Linked DNA regions of Salmo salar: region 2 is linked to region 1. A link is a contact called in public Hi-C data. All regions are on one chromosome and are shown on one strand. Each heading gives the region's core, a stretch centred on a gene start, on an enhancer-like site or on the middle of the called end of the contact. The rest is flanking DNA. Distances are from core to core; before and after follow the strand shown.

Region 1 (5,508 bases), core at 1,149-3,648:
AGTCTTGTTGGAATCGATTAGCTGTATAGGCCTATATTAATGCCGGGGTGTGCAGTCGTGTGTACAACTGCATTTGCAATGGCAAGCTATTTGGTTTAGTGCTAAGTTGTGTCATGTTAGTATTATAGCTTTCTGCTTTTATTCAGCACCATCTGCGGCATAAAACCTGCGCCATAAATAGTCACCAAATACGAACTTGATCTAAAAATGGCAAATGTACACGTTGCATGAACATTAAAATGCTGGCCTATAATAAACTATTTAATCCGTACCGGCACCGACATACCTCTCGTTGAGTTGGATCCATAGGTTTTTAGCGCACAATGTGCAAAACCGAAACTTTTACCAGGCTCAACTGACACCATGTTTCTTTCCCCTTGTGAAATGTCCGGAATGCATTGGTTATGACGGATTGTGTAATGGGTCTATATACATAATTTGAGCAACATGGTTATTTATTTTAATTGACCAATAATAACGGTTTTATAAATTAGAGAACATTTGAAAGGCTCTCCAGTCTCTACTCTCTGTACAGCACGTTCGTCGGACCAACTCAAGCTGGTACAGTATGACAAACTGTTATCCATTTCCGTCGCCTGTTTTGTACAAATGAGGAAAGCAGGACACCGTGAGACACACCCTCGTGACCACCACACAGGCTACAGGGTTCTCGTTTATGGGGAGGTAAAACTGGTTGCCTAATGCCTACATTATACTTGACTGGCTTCTTGGATTGCCACTCTAGTCACCCGTATGGAGTGGAAGGTTGAGGTCTATAATCTACCTGTGTGAAGCTAGCCACAATAAGGATTAGTCACAATAGTAGGTAAGGCGCCATAGCCAAGGCTGTACAGTGCATATATGTATGCCCAACCTGGTCTCAGAGCAGTTCGTATTATTCTGTAAATAAATCCGATGCACTCCATTTAGTATGATATGTTACGTTTCGTATGGCATATATTAATTTGTGGTTGTCCATCACCAATTTCGCAATATATGTTACGAATTACAATTCGTATTATATGTTACGAATTTGCAAAACGTACTACATGTTAACAATTTGAAAAACATACAATATGTTACCAATTTGCTAACGTATGATATGTTACGAATTCTAGCTAGATTGCAAACATTAGCTAGCTCGCCAATGTTAGCTAGTCTAGGACTTAGGTTAAATAGTTAGCTAAAAGGGTTAGGGTTAGGGAAAGGGTTAGCTAACATGCTAAGTAGTTGCAAAGTAGCTAAAAAAGTAGTAAGTAGTTGAAAAGTTGCAAATTAGCTAAAATTGTCTGTGAATGAGATTTGAACTCGCAACCTTTGAGTTGCTAGAAGTTCCTGTTAACCATACTCCTTTTGTTTTTGCCTTAAGTAACCATCTATATAAGGTAACTATACCAAACGTAACATATACTAATTGGAGTGTCCTCGGATTTATGTACAGAATAGGTTGCAGCACACCCAATGCAATTATGCAGTTTAATAAATCCACAATGTTTTTGCTGTTTATTGTCAAATTAATAAATTATTGTATTTATTTTTACGTTATATAACAACATATCTTGTTTAGCATTATCTAGTCCAAATATGGCCTTATTCCACTATTTGGATCCGTTTGGATGTTTCAACAGGGGACTTTTATTTTGATGGCGAAATGCAAATCCCTCTATTGTTGCTAATCCTTATTGTGGCTAGCTTCACTCAAGTCTCTAAACCTCAGTAACTAAACGAAGTGTCCTCTTTTCACATCGCATATGTAATAACGCAATTTTGTGAAATTTTAGTGGAAACAGGACAGCAACGTTGAGACACGGATACTGCCGAAGTTATTTGTGTCTTGGGTGTAATTATAGGGCACTAGAATGCGACGTAAATGAAATGTGCATTCTTATTGAATGGCAATAATAACTTTACAGTAATATGAAGATGGACACTCCTGTCCAAACCCTCATGATAACAATGTAAGCTTTTACACAACACGTATTTTATGTCATCATATTGATCATGTGTTATGCGTTGCAGAAGAAAAAAATCCCAAATTAGTGCCACAATTGTTTTATTCTTATAGTTTAGTATCTTTCCTTACATTCATATCATTGTCAGGAAGAAATATCCAGTAGCCAAATAGTATGATGTGCCTATGCTTAATAATTATACCATTCTGTCAGCTATCTAATGATGGTTCATAAACACACACTTGCAGCCATAACATCACTTGGGTCATCAGAGTTTGGCTTTTGTGGTAGACCTATTTCCGTATTGGAAGGGAAGATTCTAATTTCCAAAGATGATTCCAAAAAATGTTCATGTTTTGAATAGGAATTTACAATTATATAAGGACTCGACTACGGTCACCACCTGTTATTCACCTGTAGGCCTCTGTCGGCGCTAGGACCCAGGGTGCGCGATTTTCATCTCCAGCTGCTGCGGTCTGAAAACGGGCGATGAGAGAAGATCGCGAGGAGAAGCCGACATGTCACACTGGAATTATTCTACCACAAAATCACATTCCTGACCCGTAACAGAAGTCACCAAGTCTCAAACAATCACTTGTCGTGGTGTGAAAAGCTCTATTTGCAAGCTTTGAAAGGGCAGTTTGGAGCGCAAGGTAAGGCGGTGCGATACCATGCGATTACTAATAACAAAGGCGTACTGGAGAGCAGGGGGCAATAAGGGGGGCATTGCACAACGGCATGGAGGGCAACAGTCAACTCTCCCAAACTTTTGCTGTGAATAATTGTGTACAGTAAAGTTTGTAAATCCACGTACAGGCCATAACAAACCTGTCTAACGGTATTCAAGGTATGCATTTGGTAATGTAAAGTCTTCAAGTGTGAGGATAAACGTGTCACATGTTTCTTGGGGTGAAATCCTGTCTCAGTCGGCAGTGGCCCACATTATATTTTGCTAAGGCTACTACAACCAAAAAAGGTAGTGAATTCTAGTTTCACTGTATTTCATTATAACAGGAATCTTCTATCTGCCATGAGTTTACACATCGTGGCATCCTCAACCTGCCAACTCAGAGCATCGTCTCCAACTTGTTCTCTGCCTCCATGGTATAGCCTACATCAGGTCCAATCCATTTACGCACATATGAACAAAAGTAATCGTCTTTTTACATAGTTGGTAGTGACATATTTCATGCTTTGCATGATTTACTACATTCTCAACGTAAACATGATGTCAGGTAATGGCAACCGCGAACTCAGACGGGACATGCCATGCTGTAGCTACTACTCTGTAGCAGCAGTATCCCAGGCCTAGGTTGTTTGGACGAGGCGTTCGAATATTCCATAAATCGACCAAATTTACTCTCGGTAGCCTAAGCCCCATTTTGAAAGGGAACGACAATAATTTTGACGAGGCCTCAAACAAAACATTGTGGCTTCATTCACTGTAAACTTGCTGTTTTAAGTGTGATTGTTTTTGATCACCAATCAAATGTGCACTGCAGTGTGCAAATGTATATTCACTGTATTTACGTTTTTTTGAGCCTATGGCTTCAAACGTTCACTGGTAGTGGCAGTGACCAAAACTAGTCGATAGCTGAAGACCGGAGCAGCCGGCCACAACCGGGATTGCTTTCGCTCTGTCGTTGAGGTCTCTGGGTAACCCCGCTCTGACACAATGCAATGTGGAGACAACCTGGTTCCGCTTGTGCTCGATAGGAAGGCACAAAAATCAGTCGTGTTATTCTGTAGCTCGTGTAGTGTGGTGTGTATATTGGTTCTATTTTGATATTTGGCAATATGTCAACGACTAGTCTGTCAGCCGACATGCAACACTCAGTGCTATTCGCGAGTGAATGGTGTTTGGCAATGGGCAAATGATCCTACACTCCAATAGCTAGCTACCTTCCTCGAGATGAAGGCTGCGAAATAGTAGAAAGACGAAGATGTATCCGGTGTGGTGCATCACTGTGCAGCAACAGCCGGGAGACAGGGAAGAAATAGGTCATTGTTAAACAACAAACTTGTTTACTTCCATTATCATTTAGACTACCAGTCATTTAGACGTTTGCTATAACCGGTTGTATATATCACAGTTCTGTCATTCACAAGTCTGTGATATTGTGTTCCATAAGCTACTTAGTTTTTACCTGCGTATGATTTAGGTAAGAATCCTGCGCTGGCCTGATTAAAGGTATCCGAAATTGGGAAAGCCAGATGTGCCAAAGGCTTTTTTCCCCTAGATGTCAACTGTATGAACGCGTGGCCTGCTGAATGTTTTGGCGTACGCTATTGTGTCTATTCTGCATTAAGCAGACACCACAGGCTTCGAGACCTGTCTTTAGGCGGTTTGACCTTGCAAGGTAATATAACTTATAGGTTCTCAGCTCGCATATTATAGCCTCATTATATCGAGTGGCGAAACATTCCAGTGTATTTTTAGGACAAGCCTGTTCAAGTTAACTGTAAGATGTATCCACCTGACACTCGTTGACACTTGCAATCAGTGTTAAATTGGTGGAAAGGCTGATCCTCTAACCTTGGTAATTCACACCAATTTTACCTCAGCATTTACAACTCAATGAAAACAATTCATCAATGCTCCAAAACGTGAAAGATGTGTTGTTAATTGTTAATTACCACCTGTAATGGCGTATATGAGAGGAGTGATTATCAGCATCATATTTCATCATGAAAACTTGTAGGTCACTTCAAATATTGAAATGCTTATCTCTCTGAACTATCAGCCAACAGGACTTGGGCTGATACACTTGTCAAACATCATACAGGACTTATTGTATGCACATATATTGGTCATCATGATAATCACTTAATAAAAAGGCATTCATACGTCACATGGTGCCAATAGTATTTATAGAGATATATATGAGATAAAGGGCGAATTTCTGAACACATAATGCATATTTTTCAAAAATGTATTCATCTCACATTCAGTAGGGGACAGATCGAAATTTACCAGGGGGAAGGGCTGGTGCACTTCCCTTCCCCAACGTTACAAATATTTTCACATGACCTTCCCCTGGTACAGTAAAATAAATTGAACACCCTCCCTCCTCAGAAGTAACTCAAAATAATGTTTAAGACCACAAATAAGAATAACTGTAGCGACCCTTTGTTTATAAATGTGGATATCGACTTTGCCACTTCAGCATGCTTTTGTGGCGTAGTCGATGCCAAGCAGGGCTACGAGCCAGAAGGTTAGGGGTTCGCTGATCACCATAGACGAGCTCACTCTCCCTGCCTGTTTCATTACACTACAATCAGAGTCAGCTGCATACATTGATCAGCTATGGGGAAAGCAGATTTTTTTACATTATGATGCCATATTTATAATTATATAAAATATATGCAAAGAATATTCCAGCGACAGGTTTCTGCGCCAATGCACCACACAACCAATAACAAAGCATACTAACTTCGGGCACTTCAATATCATGGTTTGCGTTTTCAGCACCACAATAAATAGACTATGTTAATTTTCGACAAACAGAAAAGACATCCCTCCCTACCTTGTAGGCTTACCCAATATAGAAGGCTT
Region 2 (5,508 bases), core at 1,358-3,857, 130 kb after region 1:
TAAGGATATTTTAGTACACAAGCATTAGGAGGGTTTAACAGAACTTCCCTCACATTAGGCAGCACAAAAGGGCTATAAATGCCACAAAAATCCACCTTCACAACGAGTGTATCCAGATCACCTGATTGACTTAAAACACTAGCAACTAGTTGCAATGCATCCGCCGCCATATCGTCAACACTGTTGCCTCTTGCCCCTTTGACTCTCTTCAGCGCCTCGACCTCATTACATCCTTGACGCCTCGACCTCATTCCCCTTAACTGGCCACTCAAGGAAGTCCGGAGTATGATCCCCACCACAGTTGCAACATTTTCCATTCACAGATTCTTCAATATCATAATTATCTTGTCTGCAAACATTTGACACGACCATATCCTTTACAATTTCCACACTGTAATGGTTTGGACAAAAATGCTCTAACCGCATAACTTACATATCCAAGCTTCACATATTCAGGTAGAGTCTCATCAAACAACAATGATATCCACAAGCTTTTCTCCTTCATTCCATTTACCATACGGGTCAGGCAACATGCACTGACCACTCCTGGGATTTTCTGACATAGGTACTCATCATTTATATCCAATGAGACTCCAGCTATAACTCCTTTGGCAGGTGCCCTGCTCCAAAGATCAATACGTGTTACTTCTGACGTGGACAATTCTGCTAGATTCTTCATCAACACAATTAACCAAAACAAGGCTGCTTCTAGTCCCTTGATTGAATTCACCTTTCCCACTGCTTTCTTCACAGTCCTCGATATTACAAATGGATTTCCCAAAAGAATCTCCTCCAAAAAAAACGCAGCCCAATAAGGCTTTATCGGGCTGGTCCTTGTCTTCTACTACAACTTTTGCTCATTTTGTTGCATTCTTTGATTTCACTATTTTCCATTCATTATCACACACTTCACTAGCCGCCCCTTCGGATTCAAGCACAGGCGCCATTTCCTCCTTCTCCCAACCTGACATTCACTGTCAACTGTGGGACCTTATATAGACAGATGTGTGCCTTTCCAAATCATGTCCAATCAATTGAATTTACCACAGGTGGACTCCAATCAAGTTGTAGAAACATCTCAAGCATGATCAATGGAAACAGGATGTAACTGAGGTCAATTTCGAGTCTCATAGCAAAGGGTCTGAATACTAAGGTATTTCAACAACAACAAAAAAAGTAATACATTTGCTAAAATTAAAAAAAAAACTGTTTTTGCTTTGTCATTATGGGGCATTGTGTGTAGATTGATGAGGGGGAAAAAACGATTTAATCCATTTTAGAATAAGGCTGTAACGTAACAAAATGTGGAAAAAGTCAAGGGGTCTGAATACTTTCCCGAATGCACTGTATAGATTCTACAGACACTAGTGAGTAATCCCAACCCCACTTTTACATCAGCACAAATAATGTTTTTTTTTTCTCTATAAAGCGATATTTAATGTATAATAGTGAACGTTATTGTTTTTTGTTTTTTTTGACGGTATGACTGTATTTTATATTTTTGAATAATAAAAGTTCTAAATTTGCTTTATGAGTAGTGCCTGACCCTAGGGTGGCAACACATATATTCTAAGTGATTTCAATGGGTCGTTCTCCATTCTGATTGTTTTATACTGTTCAATTCAACCCAAAATAATTTTGGGTTTTCCTGAACTCATTTGAAATCATTTCCACACTGCCACATAAGATCTGCACGATATGGGCAAACAATATAGGCCTTATTTTAAACCAAATGTTGCGATTCGATTTAGAGCAAAACACTTGGTTGAACTGTTGGAATCATAAAAATAGAATAATTATTCGAATACAGTGTTTGACATGAAAACAAATGAACATGCCAGGGAGGAGTTATTGTGACAGAGTAGACACCGAATTAGTGGATTTATATTAAGAAGCAAAGCGAAAATATCCTCTTGGTCATCCTAGCCCCGCCCCCTGTCAATCAATATGGTGTCATTTCATGGGGCTCTGAATAATCCGCCCATTACATTGGCCACAATTAGGGCTGGGCGGTATACCTTATTTTACGATATACCAACATACCGTATTTTACGATATACCCGTATTGATGCATGGACATTTTTTTTTTTTTTACATTACCTTCTATAACAGTATTTGAATGTTCGGTTTGTTAAATATAATACGCCGTGTGTAACGTGCATTTTTTTGCTTACTTCGCTACTTGACTAATTTCTCTCCGCTCTCTCTCTCTCCATGCTGCGTTCCACACAGACCTAGCCCCGCCCCCTGTCAGTCAATGAGCGCATTTGTTGTTCCTGGAGCACGAGAGGCTTGCGTTCAATCTCTGCACGGTCAATGCTGCACATGCAACAATGTCTGACCATTCCCTACCCAATTTTTACTGCGGAACCAAGAATAGTTTTTGCTCTATAAATCAATGTGTATACCATCTACAGTGATTCACATTTATTTAACCTTGGAACATGTTTTAAAACACAAATGTAATGCAAATGTCATTTAAATATGAATAATTGTTCATGTTTAGACAGGTATTTTTATATCATGAATAAATACAGGTTATTGACACCTTTCTACTATTACATGGACTTTTATTTGGAAATGTTCCGAAATTCCGTAACCCGGAAGTACTTTTTGTGTTGCTGACGAGACGCTGATCTCTTTCTAGCGTTGAACATGGCGCCCGAGGTAGACTAGCTGGAAACGTTAGCCAGCATCAACATGAGCAAATAAATTGTTACCAGTTTGACCTTTTATCGTTTCGAATTAAATGGTTGATTAGGTAGTATGCAGGAAAGTGACGGGTGTAATTAACTTTCTCAACCTACAGATTAGGTGAAATAATGGAAACTCGAGGAATAGAACAGATGTTTGACTTCCAGCGGTAAGAACAAGAAGTGTTGTTTTCAAGACAAGCTAGCCAGCAGCTAAATGAGTTTATCAGTCCACCGATACCCATGGCAGAGATTTCCAATAGTCTTACTCATAATCGGCTCTGGCTATTAGCTAGCTAAGTCGTCGTCTTCTTGGCGTTCATTTAGCTTGTTAGTTACTGTAAGTAAATTAGCCTACAAGATATCAATACTATTATCCATTAACGGCTAGCTAACAAGTAGCTTGGTCGGTAGCCGTTACATTAGTTTCCTAGCTAGAAGCATATAATCTGTCCCCTTGGACTCAGAATATTCTTCCTGTCAAGGATAACACTGAGCTGTCTCTGTGTTTGTCCCAAACAGGTTGCCAAACGATGGACTGGTCCTTTTGCTGGTGTTGCTTTACTCTCCAGTTGGCCTGTGTTTGATGTTACTACGACTCTTCGTAGGTGCACATGTGTTTTTGGTGAGCTGTGCACTCCCAGACAGTCTTGCTAGAAGGTAAGGGTAGTTTTGCAATTGGTTATCTTATTAAATGTTAGGTTGACTCAGCATAATGACAAAATCATACACAGTGGGGTGACTTCCTGCTTAAAATAAAAACAAATCTGTCAATACTGCCACAATGGTGAAGGGGCATAAAGATGTCAGATTTCAGTTATGTCATTGTTAAACCGCTATCCATAGTGCTTAAACTTTAGGCATTCTGTCTTCTCCCTACAGTTCTGAGCAATTAGCTTCGCCCATGACTGGCTCCTGTGAACTACAATCCCGATGCTGTGTTTAGACACGTCAATAATCAAGGCTATCAAAACATATGGCCCTTATCTTTCATCAGAAGAGAAAGAACCCTTCAAATAAAAAATATACACTTACTGTAGCAGTTTTACACAGATCCATTCAGCTATGGGTGCCTCCATCTGACTAAACTACACTTCCACTACACTTCCAGAGTTACCCTTACACACAGGTGTTTGGAGCACACTAGATAGCTAATTAGCACAGGCCTCTTGTCTTCTGTCTGTTTTTTTGTAAACAAGCACTGTAGCATGGAGATATGGCCGTGTGGGAACATTAACCAAATAGAAGGTGTGTAGTAATTTAACCTTTTTGTTTTTAGAAAAGTATTACTCGCTGATATGAAAGATATGTTCCTTATCTTTCAAAAACACTACCGTCAGCGACGCGTGTTAATGTTTAAAGCAAGCGTCAAGGCTCTTTTAAAAAAAAAAAACAGTCAGGAGATACTAACATCAATAGGCGCTAAAGCAGTTAGTGTCTATGAATGGGGTACACTGTCCACTGAGGATTTAAACGATGGCTTTTTAAATGGTTTTTAAACATGGTTCAATGCACCAATAAATCAGCACAATATACTTTTTCAGTTTTTCAAATTGCCGGCGTCCTGGAGCTAGAATTGGGTTCATGTATACTTTGCTAATGACAACACAAAAAAGAGTAAAGGAAAGAAATGTACAATACAACAAACTTAGAAAACAAGGCATTTGTGGTAAGTACATGGGGCTTTAAAAACGAGCTGGCACACACCCAGAACAATAGTTTGTGTGGAGGTGCTTACTAACGGCGAATAAACTATCAAAATAAAGTCGCACACTCCATGTATTGTCTCCCAGCAATTTAATGGGTATTTACCAAAGATTATACATAAATACCCATTAAATTGCTGGGGGATTATACATGGAGTGTGCGACTTAATTTATTTTGATAGTTTAAGTACATGGTGGGCCACCATCTTTACGCACCTCTGCTATTGGCTTCTCCCAATATGGGTATGCCTCAACCAAAGAAGGGTGCACATTTGAAGGAACCAATTGTGGGAAGTCTTGGCAAATTTGCAGTTTGTCTAGTATTTCTCCATTTTAAAACATATCCTGTTTTGTGTTCACTGGATCAAACTCAAAGAATTCTTCCTGTTCCAGATTCATTGTGAGAATAATGTTCTCAGTCCTTGGTATGCACGTCAGACAGAACAGCCCACGTTTAAGAGACAAAAGCACAAAACTGTACATCTGCAATCACGTGACCCAGTTTGACCACAACATTGTCAATCTTCTGACTTCCTGCAATACGGTGAGTGTTTTGTTGAAGTGAAGCTATTCATCGTGTTGCACTTTGAGCTCCTTGAGTTGTTCTCAATGATTTTATATATACAATAGATGACTGATAGGGGGCACTGTGTTGAAGCCACCGTGCCTCCATCTTGGCACTCCCCCACAATTGTAAAAAATATTCTGGAAGCTATAGAAATGCATTTAATGTCTACATTAGTTTTTGCCACATTTATTATATTACAGACACCTTCATGCATACTTTTACATTATATGATATGAACTAAACATAAAGAAATATATAAAGACATTGTTTAGGTATGACTAAGGTAATTTGCTCCATTTAATTGAAATACTGTAGAATTCCATTCATTCCTAAAGAGGACTGCTCCTACTGGGGAGTGCCAATATGGCAGACCGGTGGCGTCAAAGCTGCTCAATGGCCAATACGTAGCATCAGCAATCCAGGGTTTGTAAACATCATTGGTTGTTCTTGCCCAGCTGAACAAAGAGATCTTTTTTTCAAATGCAGCTGCGTTGACTCAACCTTACGCCATCAGCCAGTGTTTGTTATTCATTTTTACCAT

The links. A called contact is a pair of places that touch in the nucleus more often than the background predicts.
Region 2: a Hi-C map of muscle shows a contact between it and region 1, with 3 times the contacts expected there. The contact joins the promoter of LOC106604766 here to the promoter of bcorl1 in region 1. A contact is called at or near these places in 2 of 3 Hi-C or Micro-C datasets (gill and muscle).

The regions. Positions count from the first base shown.
Region 1 is chrssa05:37,007,299-37,012,806 of Ssal_v3.1, forward strand. bcorl1 (BCL6 corepressor-like 1) reads left to right here and starts at 2,399. Exons shown (of 12, transcript XM_014199766.2): 1 at 2,399-2,605.
Region 2 is chrssa05:37,141,226-37,146,733 of Ssal_v3.1, forward strand. LOC106604766 (lipid droplet-regulating VLDL assembly factor AUP1) reads left to right here and starts at 2,608. Exons shown (of 12, transcript XM_014199777.2): 1 at 2,608-2,863; 2 at 3,216-3,353; 3 at 4,793-4,943. The coding sequence starts at 2,823.